Linked DNA regions of Zea mays: region 1 is linked to region 2. A link is a contact called in public Hi-C data. All regions are on one chromosome and are shown on one strand. The core of a region is the stretch at or near the end of the contact, and the rest is flanking DNA. Distances in the headings are between cores, read along the strand shown.

Evidence for each region. A called contact is a pair of places that touch in the nucleus more often than the background predicts.
Region 1: a contact with region 2 is called in a Hi-C map of leaf, with 5 times the contacts expected there. The contact joins the promoter of LOC103627089 here to the enhancer-like site in region 2. A contact is called at or near these places in 4 of 25 Hi-C or Micro-C datasets (bundle sheath, ear, leaf and 1 more).

Annotation. Positions count from the first base shown.
Region 1 is chr5:157,162,825-157,167,177 of Zm-B73-REFERENCE-NAM-5.0, reverse strand. It overlaps LOC103627089 (probable protein phosphatase 2C 12), which reads left to right and starts at 1,315. Exons shown (of 3, transcript XM_008647414.3): 1 at 1,315-1,804; 2 at 2,530-3,007; 3 at 3,102-3,864. The coding sequence starts at 1,598. The coding sequence ends at 3,550.
Region 2 is chr5:157,100,705-157,104,967 of Zm-B73-REFERENCE-NAM-5.0, reverse strand. It overlaps the pseudogene LOC103628591. Among protein-coding and RNA genes, the nearest start is that of LOC103627089, 63 kb to the left of the region's middle. Within about 2 kb of position 1,642, at least 17 of the 20 cell types and tissues checked have an H3K27ac peak or open chromatin away from gene starts, as enhancers often do. A contact at or near this core is called in bundle sheath, ear, leaf and 1 more, where this site is marked.

The DNA.
Region 1 (4,353 bases), core at 66-2,565, 63 kb before region 2:
AGGTGTGAGTTTTTACCTAAGAAGGTTTTTAATGAGGCGACCATTGCACTAACAGCTCCTATTAGTCATTTCATATCTGTGTTTGTGTAATATCCTGTGAACCAACTGTTATTTCTTGTGTGATTAATTCTGTGTGAATCCTGTGGTTAATTCTGTGTGAATCTGGTATTAATTCTGTGAGAATCTGGTATTTACATGTATTTAATTCTGTGATTATCTATTGGTTTGGGCCAGTGGCCGGCCCGATACGTTCAGGCCCACCGGATAAACGGGCCGGCCCGACACGATTTATACCTACGTGTGCCGGGTTTGAACATGTCCCTAGGTACGTGGGCCAGCACGACCTGATCCGGAGCTTCAACGGGTCGTGTCTGGCCCGGCACTATTTGTACCGAGTTGAAACAGGTTCGGACCGGATCTGTGCTGGGTGGCCGGTTTGGACATCTGTAGAGGATACCGTATGTACGCCCTGACGGAGTCACAGATGTACTGTAGTGGAACTGTGGACCTGCAAAAACAATACGTTCGCATGACGCCGGCCTCTCAATCCAAGCGAGCCGCACGTATACATTTCATTTTTTTTATTTCTTCCGCTGCCCGCATTATTAACCAAAGCAAGGGTTGAAAGAGATTTTCATTTTCCTCTCTTAATTTATTTTTAAAAATAGAAGCAAATGAAATGAGCATAGCGCGGCTTCATGTAGAGCTAAATATCGAACCAGCTCGATTCGTTAAGCTAACGAGACATAAAGTCAGCTCGGCTCGTTGAGCTAAGCAGAAAATAATATATATATATAATAATCAATTTCTAGTTAATTTTAAACTAATTTAACAATATAAAATAGTAATTATTTTTATAGTTTCACGTACCTGTACCTTAACAATGTAACACCAAATTAACACAACTCATAACTCATCAATTCACTAACCCACACTTATATTCGCATAAAGCAATTTAACACATAAAAACAGCTCATTAATCATTAGTTTAACTTCTAGGCCATAGACACCCAACATACATATAACATGTTCATCAACTGTTACGTAAATAATATGCATATGATTTTATTTTGCTGAGATATGATAACTCGTTTAGCTGGCGAGATGAGTCGTTAACAAATCGAGCTAGCTTGTTAACGAATCAAACTAAAATGTCAGCTTAGCTTGTAAAAGAAATCGAACGAGCCGATCAATCCAAGAGCCACGAGCATTTCGGTCGCGCTAGCTCCGTGGGTCGGGTTCACAGTGACGGGGCAAAGACGATATTAAACGACGCCAAAAACTTGGTCAATGTCATCACACTCGAACCCACCCACACAAACCACCATGCCACCGCGGAATCCACCCACTATTTTGCACTGTTTGTTTTTAGTTCCCTTTAAAATGCCGCGGCCGGCGCGGCGCATCCGGCTGCGTACCGGCCCCCTTTTCCACCCACCCGCCCACCCCTCGTTTCCTGCAATTCGCCGCCATCGTTCGCTGAACTTGAGCGCGTCTGCCGCCTGCCACCACCGCTCTCTGCCTCTCTGCTGCTCTGTTCTTTCTCCCGCCGGGGCAGAGGAGGGCGGGGAGGCCCGTTGAGCGAGCCTCGGTCGGTATGGGGATCTGCGCCTCGTCCAAGCGCGTGCGGCAGGAGGAGCAGGACTCCGACGAGAACGTGGTGTACGTGATGGACGAGCAGGGCGGCGGGGGAGAAGGCGAGGACGGCCGTGGCGCCCGCGCGGCGGCATCCCGCAAGGTGGCCTCCCTCTTCTCGCAGAAGGGCAAGAAGGGGCCCAACCAGGACGCCGTCATACTCTGCCAGGTCCGCGCTCGCACCACCACCCCTCCTGCTGCTGCCTTGCCCGAGGAATTCTCTCGATGTCTCAGCTTTTTCTTCTTCTTCTTCTCTCCTATATCTGTTTGTTTATTTATTTTGCTACACAGCGCTGGTAGATGTAGATCTGTACTGATACAGATTTTGTTTGGTACTCCACCGACTGTACTGCACTGCTCCGTATAGTCTCTTGCAGAGGAAAACCACTAGTTTTTTTTCCTCCTGGGTACTCTGTCCTTGCAAGGGACTTTGACGTGGTGGGAGGTCATGAAATTCCAGGAACTGTCCTCTGTATTCTGCAATTATTATCAGGACATACGTACACAGCTGCCACCCCACCACAACCAATTCACCATACAGCGGGGGGGAAATCGTGATGGTTCACTTTCCAAACCACGGAAACGAGTTTCGTCGTCCTACGGATTTCCTCGCGGTTTTGGTTTGCTACGACAGCGGAACAGATCAGAATTATCATTAGTTCCCTGTTCTTGCCCCCTTTATTTTCAGACCCTTTTTTTAAAATTCCCCCAAGAACCAACCAGTCTCATCTGCCGTTTGGGCTCAATTGTCAACGATGGCCACTGATGCTATCATTTGATATTCATCACAAGCTGTCGGCTTGTTGCTCGAGTCCATGCAATCTGAATGCGTGTAATCAAGCTATTCGGTTCGGACCACGATTCTGACGCCCACCGTGCGCTCCACGTCTCCAGGGATTCGGCATGGAGGACGGCGTGTTCTGCGGCGTGTTCGACGGGCACGGCCGGTGCGGGCAGTTCATCAGCAAGCTGGTGAGGGACTACCTCCCGTTCATGATCCTGAGCCACCGGAACGCGCTCCTCATGGGCTCCGACGACGACGACGATGATCCGGCCTTCAGCGACGCGTCGGCGTCGGCGTCGGCGTCGTCCACGGACGGCAGCGGGCAGTCGTCGCCGGCGCCGGCGCAGCTGCTGGAGGAGTGGCGGGAGGCCTGCGCCAACGCGTTCGAGGCCATGGACAAGGAGCTCAAGCTCCAGGCCAACGTGGACTGCAACTTCAGCGGCACCACCGCCGTGTGCGCCATCAAGCAGGGGAAGGACCTCATCGTCGCCAACCTCGGCGACTCCAGGGCCGTGCTGGCGACCATGTCGGACACGGGCTACCTCAAGGCCGTGCAGCTCACCACCGACCAGAAGCCCAACGTGCCCCGTGAGTGTGTCCGTCATAGTCGATCGTCGGATGATTGGATCGTATCCCTACTCCCTAGCGGATGGATAACTAAACCGTATCATGCACTACGCAGAGGAGGCTGAGCGTATCAAGCGCTGCAACGGCCGCGTGTTCGCGCTCAAGGACGAGCCGTCGGTGCTGCGCGTGTGGCTTCCCGACGAGGACTGCCCGGGCCTCGCCATGGCGCGCTCTCTGGGCGACTACCGCCTCAAGCGCCACGGCGTGGTGTCGGAGCCGGAGGTGACGCACCGCCGCGTCGCGCCGGGGGACCTGTTCATCATCCTGGCCACGGACGGCGTGTGGGACGTGCTCAGCAACGAGGAGGTCGTGTCCATCGTCTGCGCCACGCCGCGGAAGCAGCACGCGTCCAAGGCCGTCGCCGAGGCCGCGGCGCAGCGCTGGCGGACCAGGTACCCGACGTCCCGCGTCGACGACTGCTCCGCCGTCTGCCTCTTCCTGCGGGACCAGGACTGGGCCAGCAGCGTCGCCGCGGCCAGGGCCAAGGCGGCCGCTAGCCGCTAGTGCTAGTGCTAGCCGGGGCGGACGGCGGACGAAGCTCGCTCCGACGATAAGCCTGCGGACGGCGATCCATAACGGCAGCTAATGTACTGGGAGTGTAATTAAGTGCTGTAACATAGTGTTAATTAAGCTCTGATGTTTTTGCGAGGAGAGAAAAAAGTCGTTTAATTCTCAGTTTTGAGTTTTGACTCCTGATCGGTGACCAGCTGACCTTGCATGTTATGGTGTCGGACGAAGCGAATGGCTGGCAGGAACGCCGTTTGTACTCTGTGTGGCATGTAAATTGTTACCGGTTGAAGAAGAGTTACCAGTCCAAGTGCCTTTTTTTGTCGATATAAATGTTACTCCTCCATTAAAAAGTATTTTGGTTTTTAAAAGTCAAAGCTGGCATATTTTGATTGCCATTTGGTGAAACAATAAGTATACAGGTATATGAAGCTATACGACCTGATTCGTATTCGAAAATGCTTGTACTACTGGTTTTGTAGCTATGAATGCGATATTCTAAAATAAATTATGTTCGAAGCATAACTTTGAAGATCTGATGATCAAAAAAATATGCCCCCAACAGCAGATCTAGAATTCAATCATGTCCCGGATCAACCTATTGAACCTGCAGTTCTTTTAATATACTAGCCAGTTGTCCGTGGTTTGCTACTGCGGTTATATATCTGTCGGGGACCCTAATTAGGGGTACCCTCAAGACTCCTAAATCTCAGCTGGTAACCCCCATCAGCACAAAGCTGCAAAGGCCTGATGGGTGCGACTAAGTCAAGGATCGGTCCATTCGAGGGACGCGATCACGC
Region 2 (4,263 bases), core at 393-2,892:
AAACACTTTCTCGTCCACGGTATGAACGTAAATGTAAATCTCCAGCCGTTTGAGAACGAAACGGAGCCTCTACCGGGCACGCCATTTGCCACCCTCCTGCTAAACCCAAGACGCAGATAGATGTGTTGCACCATAAGAATACTAATAAACAAGTAAAGCTGCACTTGGTTGACGGATCCACTAATATTTATCACCACCAGAGCACGCGATAAGCACCGATTGAAAAAGCGATACCGCATGCCAAGGTCAGCAGCGCGCGCGCATCGTGGTTTCCTCCCCCTCTTCATTGCTTGTTCGGTTGCTATGGGATTGGAGAGGATTGAAGATGATTAAATCTCCTCCTATTCAATTTTAAATAGGAGGGGATTTAATCCTCTTCAATCCCCTCAAACCACTAGTAACCGAATATGACCTCACGCTTGTTCGATGACAAGGGATGAAATCTCATTATGAATTTAATCTAGATCTAAATTGAGTGAATCTACATCTCGTACCTAATCGTATGATGAGATTAAATCCATCATTTAATCCATCTATCTATTAAACCTAGTTATTCTTTTTTATATATAGATTCTAGTATAAACTTGTGTACTATCTTTATGGATTTGTTCCATTCCTAATGAGCCGTGGATAAAATCTATGACTTTTATAGTTTAAAAAATTCTCAAACCTATTAGGATTTATGGGCTAGGGCCCAATTAAGAAATTCAATTAAATCGTAGAAAAATCTCAAAAATCCATGTATGGGTATAGCTAGAGAATGATGGAACTATTAGTACCATATTGTTAGTCCAAGTGCAGTGAAACTAGTTTAAATATGGAGGCCACACTCACTCACCAAGTCATGGATAAGAGAAGAGAGAATGGAGAACCACACGCGCTCGCTCGACTGGCATAGCTGGGACGGGGCGGGGCGAGGGGCCGCGTGCGTACGACATCCACGTGAATGGTCCATCAGTATGTATCATCTGATTTGACTTTATACTTCGTTTTTTCTGATTTGGTCATGATTTATATTCAAATTTAATCTGAAAAATATCTAATTATTCAACAAAACTCTTAGATTATAATCTATAATGAGTTTAACCGAATAAAAAGTTTAAATAAGCTTAAATTATTTTAAGATATAGATTGTGACATACATTTGATTTCAATATATGCTAATTCAGATCTCTCCCATGATTTCCGCCATCCCACACTGCGAGGCCAGGGCCAGCGGGGTTAATTGCTGGGCTCCAGACTGCAGGCTAAACGAGGAATTGGTCTTGGTACCGTGAGACGACGGGGCATGGCCTTTTTTTTTCTCCGGAAATCCCAGATGTTTAGAATTCATGCGCACCTCGTCCTCGTCGCATGCCTTCGCTTCCTGTGGTCAGCTACACAAGTCAGTACATACAAGGATAAAGACATCAGGTTCACAAATGAACCAGAACGGCATTCAAGAGCAAATTGCTAACTGGCAATCTAAAGAATACAACAGCAGCTGCAGAGAATAACCATAATAACAGCTAATCTCTATTACTTATTAAGCCTCTAAGAGTAGCCTGCCTTTTTGGCGTTCTGCCTTCCGGTGATCTAGACCGTCCGTGCGCACCTCTCTCTCTGTTGTGCGTTGTCGATCCCCGCGAGCCCGCCCTCCCTCACCCCCACGAGATGGTCGGGAGATCCGCCCTCGCCTTGCCTCCGCGCAACAATCGTGCGCCCACCCCTCATCGCAATCCAGTAGCTCCGGCCTCGCCCCCTCAACCGCGCATTCCCCTCTCCCACACCCGCCTCGTTCGCCCCTACCGCGCCATCAACGCGCCTCCCCCGCCGCACACCCCGTCCTCCCCATGCCGAATCGTGATGGTTATGCTCCCCACCCACGCGCCACGTGCCTCCTCCTTCCCCGCCGCTCCCACCCGAGATGGTTAGCTCCCCTCCTTCTTCTGGTCCCTTCCCCTGCCTCACTGCCAGCCAGCGATGGAGCAAGGCCAAGGGATTCGCCGGATTCACCGAGCGGGCTCTGGTGGCGGCCGGCGCTGCCGTCGTGTCCGCCATTCTTGTCAACCCCCTTGACGTCGCCAAGGTACGCCGGTGACCCTGTCGTTGCCTCTTTCGCTTCCTCTCAACTGCCGCCCCTCAACCCTCGACACTTGCCCACAACTGTCGCCATTGCCCGCTCGCCATGGCACTAAAATAAACCCCCTCTGTGGCCGCCCCGTATCCTCTCGCTGCGGCCGCGGGCTGGGGAGCACGGGCCTTGGCATCGTCATAGCCGCGGGAGTCTTCGGCGCCGCCGCCTCGTTGCTCCTCGCCTACTTCTTCTAGCAGTGCACCGGGAAGGGCAAAGGAGGCCGCCGTCGCCACAGGCGCGGCACCAGCGAGTCGGGCGGTGGGGAAGACGGGAGCTGGTGGACCGAGAGGCTGCGGGCGGCGCACAACCGCCTGGTCCCGGTCTCGCTGTTCCAGAAGCCCATCGTGAAGGTCAAGCTCGCTGACCTGATGGCCGCCACCCATGACTTCAGCACTAGCCACATCGTGGTCGCCGGGAGCTCGCGGGCGGCCGGGGACAGCTTACCGAGCCGTGCTACGGGACGGGTCTGCACTGACGGTCAAGCGCCTGCACTCGTGCCCACTTTCGGAGAAGGCGTTCAGGGCAGAGATGGGTCGTATGGGGCAGCTGCGGCATCCTAACATCGTGCCACTGCTGGGCTTCTGTGTTGTCGAGGACGAGAGGCTGCTGGTGTATAAGCATATGGAGAGTGGGGCTCTTTCATCGGTGATGAAGAAGCCAGGGGAAGCGCCGCTGGATTGGGCAACGCGACTTAGGATCGCCGTGGGGGCAGCAAGGGGGCTTGCGTGGCTGCACCATGGGTTCCAGGTTCCGCAGATTCACCAGAATTTGAGCTCGAGTGCAGTGCTTCTCGACGAGGATTATGATGCTCGGATCACGAATGTTGGGCTCACAAGGTTGGTCCGGATGGCGCCTGGCGAGGGTGGTGATACCAGTCCTTTCCTGAACGGGGACTTTGGGGAGTTTGGCTATGTTGCTCCAGAGTATGCTAGCAATCCAGTTGGTACGATGAAAGGCGATGCGTATGCATTTGGGGTGATATTGTTTGAGCTTGTTAGCGGGCAGGAGGCTGCTGCTGTGGTTACTGACGTGACAGGTGAAGGATTCAAGGGGACATTAGTGGACTGGGTTAACCAGCTCAAGGCTTCTAGTCGAATCAGTGATGCTATTGATAAACCATTGCGTGGAAAGGGCCATGAGGCAGAGATTCAGGAGTTCTTGAAGATAGCTTTTGCTTGCACCCAGCCCCGTGTGACGGAGAGGCATTCAATGTATCGGGTTTTCCACGCTCTGAAGAGCATCGGAGAGGGCTGCGATGTCACGGAGCAGTTTGATGAGTTCCCATTGGCCTATAACAAGGATGATTCAGACGCTATTTAGCTGATGATGCTGATTGCCAATTCGATTGTGGAAATGTTTGGTCAGGCTTATTGATGATATATATATTTAGCCTTGCTATGGACAGACCGGAAGCATAAATGAGTGATAAGAGAACAATATCGAGGCACCAAATCTAGCGCCGGATGCCGGGTGGTCAATTACATCGTTGCATCGACAGGGGATGTGATAACCATGTAAGCTGTAATATCAGTTTACAATTCTGTATGTTGTTTTAAAGTTACTGTTAGTGCCTGTAGTATCTGTGTGGAACTGCAATTCTTGATGGCCAAAATCCTGGTGTCACCTTTCGAAGTTCCTTCTTGGAACAACCAGCTTGCTGTTCAGTCATTGGATTGGCACTCAATGTTTCATTACCTTCTTGGAAACTTATAGGAGGGTCCTGGGTAGTTAAAAATGTTCTAATGTCTCTTTAGCTTATACTCTTCTTCATAAGAGGCATATTTATGGGCTTTGAATATGTAGCTAGAAATGTTCTGTTTAAATGCTTAAGCTTTCAAAGGGTATGCTATACACATCTGGGCCTTGGAACATCTCCTGGTCTTTGCTCTATATTCTAAAAGCTTTCTATTTGGAAGCATCAGCTATAGGGGAATGGAACTTTCAACATCACCTTTCTGTACTATAGTTCTTTCAGCTGTTTTTCTAAGCTGGTGGTATACCGGTGGAGTCTTATGTAGCCGTCTGTCTTGGTTTGAGAGCAATGCCGCTTGCCAAGGAATCTGAGTTTTTTGGGCTAGAAAATCTTGTAGCGTTTTTTGCTTGTTTTTTCTCCGCCTGTGTGGTTTCGATTTTGCTGCAATTATGCA